Regions from separate parts of the Pan troglodytes genome. Here regions 2 and 3 are each linked to region 1. Evidence: chromatin contacts called from public Hi-C data. All regions are on one chromosome and are shown on one strand. Each heading gives the region's core, a stretch centred on a gene start, on an enhancer-like site or on the middle of the called end of the contact. The rest is flanking DNA. Distances are from core to core; before and after follow the strand shown. Region 1 holds the start of ARHGAP5 (Rho GTPase activating protein 5). Region 2 holds the start of AKAP6 (A-kinase anchoring protein 6). Region 3 overlaps AKAP6 (A-kinase anchoring protein 6).

Evidence for each region. A called contact is a pair of places that touch in the nucleus more often than the background predicts.
Region 2: a Hi-C map of induced pluripotent stem cells shows a contact between it and region 1, with 1.5 times the contacts expected there. The contact joins the promoter of AKAP6 here to the promoter of ARHGAP5 in region 1. A contact is called at or near these places in 2 of 7 Hi-C or Micro-C datasets (induced pluripotent stem cells and stem cell-derived neural progenitor cells), 1 of 1 datasets of contacts at active chromatin or transcription factors (stem cell-derived excitatory neurons) and 1 of 1 other capture datasets (stem cell-derived neural stem cells).
Region 3: a contact with region 1 is called in a Hi-C map of induced pluripotent stem cells, with 2.5 times the contacts expected there. The contact joins the enhancer-like site here to the promoter of ARHGAP5 in region 1. A contact is called at or near these places in 3 of 7 Hi-C or Micro-C datasets (blood, induced pluripotent stem cells and stem cell-derived neural progenitor cells) and 1 of 1 datasets of contacts at active chromatin or transcription factors (stem cell-derived excitatory neurons).

The regions. Positions count from the first base shown.
Region 1 is chr15:30,317,467-30,320,166 of NHGRI_mPanTro3-v2.0_pri, reverse strand. ARHGAP5 (Rho GTPase activating protein 5) reads right to left here and starts at 1,449. Exons shown (of 7, transcript XM_016925972.4): 1 at 1,115-1,449.
Region 2 is chr15:30,449,713-30,452,412 of NHGRI_mPanTro3-v2.0_pri, reverse strand. AKAP6 (A-kinase anchoring protein 6) reads right to left here and starts at 1,434. Exons shown (of 15, transcript XM_509893.8): 1 at 1,188-1,434. It overlaps LOC112205531 (U6 spliceosomal RNA), which reads left to right and starts at 1,727; the gene lies at 1,727-1,833.
Region 3 is chr15:30,501,195-30,503,965 of NHGRI_mPanTro3-v2.0_pri, reverse strand. The region is part of intron 1 of AKAP6 (A-kinase anchoring protein 6); the gene reads right to left. Among named protein-coding and RNA genes, the nearest start is that of AKAP6, 52 kb to the right of the region's middle. Within about 2 kb of position 1,280, at least 11 of the 24 cell types and tissues checked have an H3K27ac peak or open chromatin away from gene starts, as enhancers often do. A contact at or near this core is called in induced pluripotent stem cells and stem cell-derived neural progenitor cells, where this site is marked.

The DNA.
Region 1 (2,700 bases), core at 200-2,699:
CTCGAGCAAGTGAGGCGGCGGGCGAGAGCGGACGCCTGGCGGGGCCGGCGATCCCCGGCCAGCATCAGGCCTCCGCCGACCCTGGCCCCGTCACCTGTGGAGAAAGCACCCCCTCCCCCGGCCTCTCTGCCCTTCACGCCGAACGTATCCCTAACGCTGCAGCTGCTGCCCGCCCGGCCTGCGAAAACCGAGCGCAGCGCCAGGCTCCCCTCGGCGGCCGCGGGGCCCCAGCCCCTTCAACTGGTTACAACCGGCAGCGGCGACCGAGCGGGGCAGCTAGCCGCAGGAGGGTCCCCGTCCGGGAGGGGGCAGGCAGGCTTGGAGGAGCGGGGTCCGCAAGGTCCTACCTAACAACGTCGGTCTCCTCCGTCTCCTCCTCAACGGCAGCGGCCCCGGCGGTGGCGGCGGCAGCGACATTCCTGGGGACCGCTCCCGCCGCCGCCGCCTCCTCCTCCACTCTCTGCTCGCCTCTCTTCCTCGGCGCGCTCACCGAGCGGCGCGTCCCTTCAGCCACCTCCCCCCGCCCTCCCCGACACACACGCCCCGAAACCCTGAGCCCCACGGCTCCCGCAGCCAGCTCACCCACCCTCCCTCCCTCCCCGCCACCAGCGGCGGCCCGTCCCTCCCCCCTTCCCCAGCGCCCGCCGCCGCGCCGGGCTCAGTAATGGCGGCCACTCGGGCTCCCTCGCGCTGACGGATTTCTCTCCCTCTCTCCCGAACTTTACCTCAGCATCTCTCCCGGCGCGCGCAGCCACACACCCGACCGGGGGCGGAGCGGCGGCGCAGCCTGGACGGGACGCGCGCGCGCGCGCGCACCCGCGCTGCCCTCCGCACAATCCCCCCGCCCCCGCCCCCTCACCTCGCGACGCCTCCCGCGCCGCGCACCCGGCACGGCCCCGCCCCTGCCCTCGTCTCCCGGGAGCCTGGGAAGGCGCGAGCGATCCAGTCGGAGGGAGGGGGACGAGCGCGCGGGGCCGCGTCCTCGCTCGCGTCCCCGCTCCCTCCTCCCCTCTGCTTCTCCCTCCCCTCCACTCCCCCATTGGCTTCTACCCCTCCCCCTTCTTCCTCCGCCTCTCCCACCATTGGTTCCCTCCCCTACTCCATTCCTTCTCACCTTTTCCCTTTTACCCATTGGCGTGAGTATTTTTCCTCAGCTTCCCTCTTTCCCCGTATTCTGCTCCTCCTCAGTCCCATCCTCCACGCTTTGGAAGCTACTGCCTTGCTGCCCGGAGCGCCGTCGTCTCCGAACCTCCCCTGCTTTCTCCCTTTCCTTCTGTTCCGGTTTCTGGTCGTAACTCAAGAGCAAACCACCGTACTGCAAAGGAACCAGATATTGTGCTCGCGGTTCCAAACCGGGCATGGGCACCGAATGCTTCTCGATAAATCCCCTTATGGTCTCTGAGCATTAAAGAAAGCAAGGGAGGAAAACATGCGCCCAAGCTCGTTCGCAGGAACATGTTCGCGTGTCTGCGCCTGTGTGCGCAGCCAGTTTTCTGGCTGAGGATCGCTCGCCAACTACAGACATCACCCGCCCAGGACCCGGTGCCACACTCACCCAGAAGACGAAACTCCACAGGAGCGAGAAGAGGAGTCCATTTCTCCGTCGGCTCGGCACGGCACGGGGATGCAGGCCCCTGATTCAGTACGTTCTGTGAAAGTGGAGCGAGAAGCCCCGTGGGGCGGGTCTCAGGGTGGCCCAAAAGACCCCTGTTCACGCCACTACCAGCCTAACTTTAGGAACTGTCGTCCACCTGGCTTTTATTATACTGCCTTAAACATATTCACTTTTTTGAGACTCTAGAAATTTCACAAGTTTTGGGGTACAGCACACTGGGCTTTGGGTGTGTTTCTCATGAGGGCACTGACGCTGAATGGTGCAGTGAGAAAGGACGGTAGAAACCACTGCCTTTGCTTTTACCATTGAAGAAACTGAGGTCCTGTGACTTTCCCGAGGTCATCGGAATCTGCCTTGCACAGGAGACTTAAAATAGTTGCCAGCAGATAAAAGAATGAGCAAAACCATATCTACTCCAATTTGTTAAGTCTGAAAGAAAGTAATTGAGGGGGGATTCCTCTTTTGGGAAATATTTATTTCCTGCATTGAAAATAGTTTAATGTTAGTAAACATATAAAAAGTATTTTAAATTCAAGTTATTCTTTATTTCTTATGTTACGTAAGGTACTGAAGTTAGCCAAGGTTGCTTTTGTGTTATAACGATGCAGCTGCTGCCAACCAGAAGTACATTTACGGTCTGTCAGTAAAGAAAACAAAAACTGCCTGTTGGTAAAAATCTGTTAGAAAATATTTGTCAGTAAATCTGTCACAATATTCCAGCAGAAGTTCTGTTCGTTTTTCCGTCTTCCTGCCCTTCATATTTCTCAAAGGTAGACTTAATAAAGGTAGAAGAGACATTTCTAATTTTTCTATATATCTCTTGCTCCCTAATTTCTAAAAGGCATAACTAAAATGCTTTATTCGAGCCACTCCCTTGCATCTGAACCCTACCTACCAAGTAGGTTAAGAGTAGGTTAGGTAAGGTCTGTAGCTACTTCTTTCTTTCAGTTACAAATTGTAGGTGGGAAAGAAGGATGCGGAAGGAAACTTGCAATGAAAGCAAACAGAAAGAAAAAGAAGTAAAAAAGGAGAGAAGGGAATTTGGTGGGTGGTCCAACCATCAAAATGTGGTACTAATGCCATAG
Region 2 (2,700 bases), core at 185-2,684, 130 kb before region 1:
CAGTGTGAAGACATGCTAAACTCAAAAATGTTTAAGATCTCATATTTGCATTTGGCAAAAACAACTTTAATCTAGCCTAATAAAAGTAATTTGTTAGAACGAGTAACCAAACAACTATGGAAAGCACCTGCTCATGGGATCAAATGATCCAGAGACTCAAATGACATCAACACTCTTTCCTAATTTCTTTCCCTGATCCTATTATTCTCTCAATTCTCTTCCATGGGATACAGAACTTGGCCACCATAGGCCAGGGGTTAAATCCTTATAACTCACAAGTAAACTTATAACTCACAAACTCACAATATTTGTTTATAAACATTGGTTAATGGGTACAAAGATACAATTAAAGAAGAGGGAAAAAATTCTGATGCTCTATTGCACGGTAGGGTGAAAATGGTTAACAGTAAAATTCTGTATACCACAAAATAGAAGAGAGGCTACTGAATGTTCTCACCACAGAGAAAGGATAAATGCATGAGGTGGTGGATACACTACCTTGATTGGATCGTTATACAACATAGATATGTATCGAAACATCAAATTGCACCCCATAAATATGTACAATTACAACGTGTCCTCAAAACAAAACAAAAAGCAAGCAAACCACCAGACCAGACCTTCTACTTGGCTTGTTCATGGGTGTATCCTAAAATCATTAAAGGAAAGATTTCTGGGAGACTTTATAGTGTGAGGGGTCAGACGGCTGACCCCACCTGCACCCACAGGTCAGGGGTAGGCATCACTCACACGGGGACAGCCAGCGGATACACTACTCTTGCTGAGGTGCAGTAAGCACACACCCTACCACTGTGTTTGAAGCCGTGCGGGCGTCAAAACAAAACACAACACAACTTAACCAGAATCTAATGAGTCCATTACCCCTAACCATAAATTTTCAAGAAACATGGAGGCTACAGAAACAAGTTAAACGACACCATCAGTAAGTAATGGGCCAAATCCCAAGATCCGCGACATTCCACAGGGCAAATATCCCTCAGTATACGAATGACATGAAGAAAAACGAGGCGAGGGCAATTAGAGGACAATAGACACCCAGGGTCGTAGCAACCGAATACAACCTGGGACCTTGTTTGGATCTCTATGACAATTCGACTGTAATAAGGCATTTCTGAAATAAGGAAATTTGAAAGTAGACTGAATATTAGGTGCCATGAAGGAATTACCTTAACTTTTCTAGGTGTGATAATGGTCGGTTAATTACTTTTTTAAAAAAAATTACTCATCAGAGGAAGTTAATGGTGAAACGACCTGTTCTAAAGGTGCGCGCCGACCCAGGGCCGGCCCTCTCGGTGCCGCAGCAGCCTCGTTATCGGGGCGTCTCCAGCTCGCCTGGGCGCTGGACCCCGCCGCGCGCTCAGAGGCGGCCGCAGCATTGGCAGCTCCCGGCATGCCCCGCGGGCTGAGCTCCGCGGCACGAGAACTCAAAGCCCCCGGCCTGGGTGCTAAGCGGGGCCCTTTACCCAGGGTGCCCCGGGCGCTCATTTGCATGTCCCACCCAACAGGTAAACCTGAAAGGTCGTCGCGGCCAGGTACGACCTGGCGGTCAGAGCACCAAACATACGAGCCTTGTGATGAGTTCCGTTGCATGAAATTCTCCCAAAGGCTCCAAGATGGACCGGAAAGCGCGCGGTTCGGTCACCGTAAGTAGAACAGGTGAAAGACTCCCGTGCCTTATAAGGCCTGTGGGTGACCTTTTTCCAACGTGCTCGCTTCGGCAGCACATATACTAAAATTGGAACGATACAGAGAAGATTAGCATGGCCCCTGCGCAAGGATGACACGCAAATTCGTGAAGCGTTCCATATTTTGCGCAGTCTGTCAAGATCATTTCAGCATCTGCTAATTAGTACTAAGGAAATAGTGTGAATCTAAGCAAAAACGGGTGGCACCCAATGACGAAACTGTGGTTTTCATTACAAAAAATTTGTGAAATCTATGAAGTGGGAACGAAGCAGAGTCACCCGAGGAATGTTGTGTGCGAATAGATCGTTAATACGCATTTTGGAAATGGAAAAAGGTCACCTTGTGGCTTCTTCATTGAACTTTTCATTCTGAAGTAGACTTACGGTCTTGTCTCACCAAACAACACAAACTCCAGAGCCCCAGCTTGTTTGGCTTTTGTTCAATAGAAGACCAACTGGCATATGAATTGTCCAATAAATCCTTACTAAATCTTTCCTAACCTAATAAATCTCTCCTAAAGGAAGGAAACATTAGCGCTCATTTCTTGAGCCTACTTTGTGCCATTCTCCATCATCTTAGACCTGAGTGCTTACACCCTTTCTCTTAGACTGCGAGCTGCACAAAGGAAAGGAATGTTACTAAGGGCTGGTATTATTGGAAATCAATGTTGGCCTTTGCCTATAGATTCAAGAGCTCCAGGACCCATTTGAATACTGGCCACAAGTAGCAAGCCCATCTGGATCTGTTTTCACGAGTCTTCTGTTTTCATGTATCCTCTAAGAAGTACTTAGAAAGGGCCGGTTTACATAAATCGGACAGATTCTGTGATGGGAAATTTGATTAGGAGGAATGTTCATTGCCCAGCCTGAAAGCATATTTTAATCAATGAAAACAAGTATTTGGACGCAGATACGAGGATCACCTAGGTAACTTAATAGTAACGTAACTAGGCGCCTCGAAGATGGAGGCTGTCGAGGAAGTGTGCCCACTGTG
Region 3 (2,771 bases), core at 31-2,530, 180 kb before region 1:
AAATAATATTCTTCTGTAATTATATCCCTTAATACAGAAGAAAGTCTGTTTCATTACTTCAGTTGATAAAATTATTTAAATTAATCATAGATATTAAAATGTCTTATTCCCATTTAAAAATCTTTCAAAAGTATTGTGTGCCTCTGAGAAATTTCAAATAACAGGGAGGCTGAGCCTCCACATCCTGTCCCAGTTGCCTTGAGGGTCTGGCTGCCAAAAATCTAAGTCTTGCCCATGGGAGTCCCACATACACATCCATCCAGGAAGGTCACATTCCATCCAGAACTCCAGAGGAAGAAAATGATCCAAAGGGGTGCAAAATCAGGCCAACCATTTACTCTAGACCAAAATTTATCTATAAAACAGTGACCCAGTTAGTGAAGAAACATCCTCATTCCACCACACTATTATTTTTATGTTTCTATGTGGGTCACAGCACAGAAAAATCCATGGAGAATTTGACAGGGAAAATAAGGAAGTTACAACTGAGGATTGTTGACCCCACTTTTCTGCCTAAGTTGTCAAATAAAGGGAAAGGTAAGACTGACCACAGGGAGTAGCAAACTGCATTTGGCCAGACTTTGGTATTTTACAGATAGGAAAATATTTTAAAAGAATTAGGGAACTGATTTACATTTGCTTTATCTTTTGCCAAGCAAATATACATTTACAGTGATAACCCTCATCTCTCAGAATCATTCTGTAAAAATGCATTTTAACACTAAAAAGGAGGGAGACTATAATCTCAGGAACAAAAGGCCATTCCTTTCCTGAATAGGTCAGTTGGCCCTCTTATAGATGTTACAACAAAGGTGGCCACCCTGCCCCCTACTTTGGATTTAATGTTTTGTTTTGTTTCCACTTTCAACCAGTGAAAAGTATTTCAAGGCAATCCCAGTCAACATACTGGATACTCAGAGGAATGAGGCTAGAGCATGATGTGAGGGGGGCTCACAGAGCAGCCTGGGCCTGAGCGGGGCTCAAAGAGCAGCCTGAGCCTGAGCGGGGCTCACAGAGCAGCCTGGGCCTGAGCGGGGCTCACACAGCAGCCTGGGCCTGAGCGGGGCTCACAGAGTAGCCTGGGCCTGAGGTGGCTGGCCGTGAGCTCAGCAGGCTGAAGGGGAAATCCCTGTGGGATAACTCTAGTTGCCAATTAGGGAGATCCAACAGAAAACCAAGCACACCACAGCATTTTGTGAGTTTTCCTGTACTCTGCCCAGTCCTAGAAGAGGGCTGAAGGAGCCAGATTACACACCCTCCTCTGCTTTGCCAGCCAGCTTCCCAAGCATGGTGATCCTTTTCCAGCAGGTGGCAGAACACACACATAGAAAATTACAAAGCTACCCAAGGTTTCTGTCTTTCAGTTGGTCCATTGTGTTACTTCTTTAAAAGTTAGCCATGTATAGTAAGAAATTTTGCAAACAAAAAACCTACTCATATTCCATCCTGGAATCCTGTTTACACAGGTACTTTGGTCTTCACAGAGAGGCTGAAACCCTGCAAAGAGGAGGACCACAAAATAAAGAAAATCCTGGCCAATAAACTATGAATACCAGAACCCACATCTTCCAGCTGCTAAAGAACCCAGCAAATATCTCCTGCATTTCACTTTGTCGCCCACACTGGAGTGCAGTGGCATGACCGCAGCTCACTGCAGCCTCAACCTCCCAGACTCAAGAGATCCTCCCACCTCAGCCTCCTGTGTAGCTGGGACTACAAGTGTGTGCCACCACTCTCGACTAATTTTGTATAATTTTTGTAGTGATGAGGTCTCACTATGTTGCCTAGGCTGGTCTCAAATTCCTGGTCTCAAACAATCCTCCTGTCACAGCCTCTCAAAGTGCTGGCATTACAGGCTTGAGCCACCGCACCCGGCCTCCTGCATTTCTAAAATTTCTAAACCCAATGAAAACTTTCACTAATCTTCATCACATGCACCTATAAGGGTGTAGTTACAAATTGTCTTTTCTAAAGAAACCCATGGATTTTACATTGCCTCTTTCCAAGGAGAAAAGTCATACAGTATCCAAAGTTACACAACGGGTCAGGAGAACAGCCCAGAATACCTGTCAGTGTCTCTCGATTGAAGTGTTTGTTCACAGAAGCAAAGTCATGTTTAAAGCTGAAAAAGTATTTCCTAAAATATACTCTAGTTGAATATTTCAGGTACAATAGTAAGTAGGTCACTTGCTCTCTAGGATTCAAAGAATATGGGCCTGCATTACTCTGTTTCTGCCCTGAACAGGAAAGTTAAAAGGAAACACTGCACAACAAGAAAATCCACAGCACACAGCTATTTAAGCAGCTGTGGCTTGGGGGTCAGGTCTATCACTGAAAGCTTTATAGATAATCTTCAAAACCAATTTGACCCACAAAAGTAAAACCAACTGGGCTTTCCCAAAAAATCTGCAAAAACCATATTCATAGTATCACCCTCCCTTCCAGATAATTTATAGTCAGAAATTGAACCCAAGAATAAATGCCCTAGAAATATTTTTTTAAATAGCCTAAATTTGACTGTCAAATCATGTTCCTTCTCCATGTTTTTTTTCAGGGTCTAATCTGGTCCTACTCCTACCCCCAAATAATTTTCCAGGGGTCCCAGGGGTGCCCCATGCTCTACACCTTCTTTTTTTTTTTTTTTTTTTTTTGAGACGGAGTTTTGCTCTTGTTACCCAGGCTGGAGTGCAATGGCACAATCTTGGCTCACTGCAACTTCCGCCTCCCGAGTTCAAGCAATTCCCCTGTCTCAGCCTCCCAAGTAGCTGGGA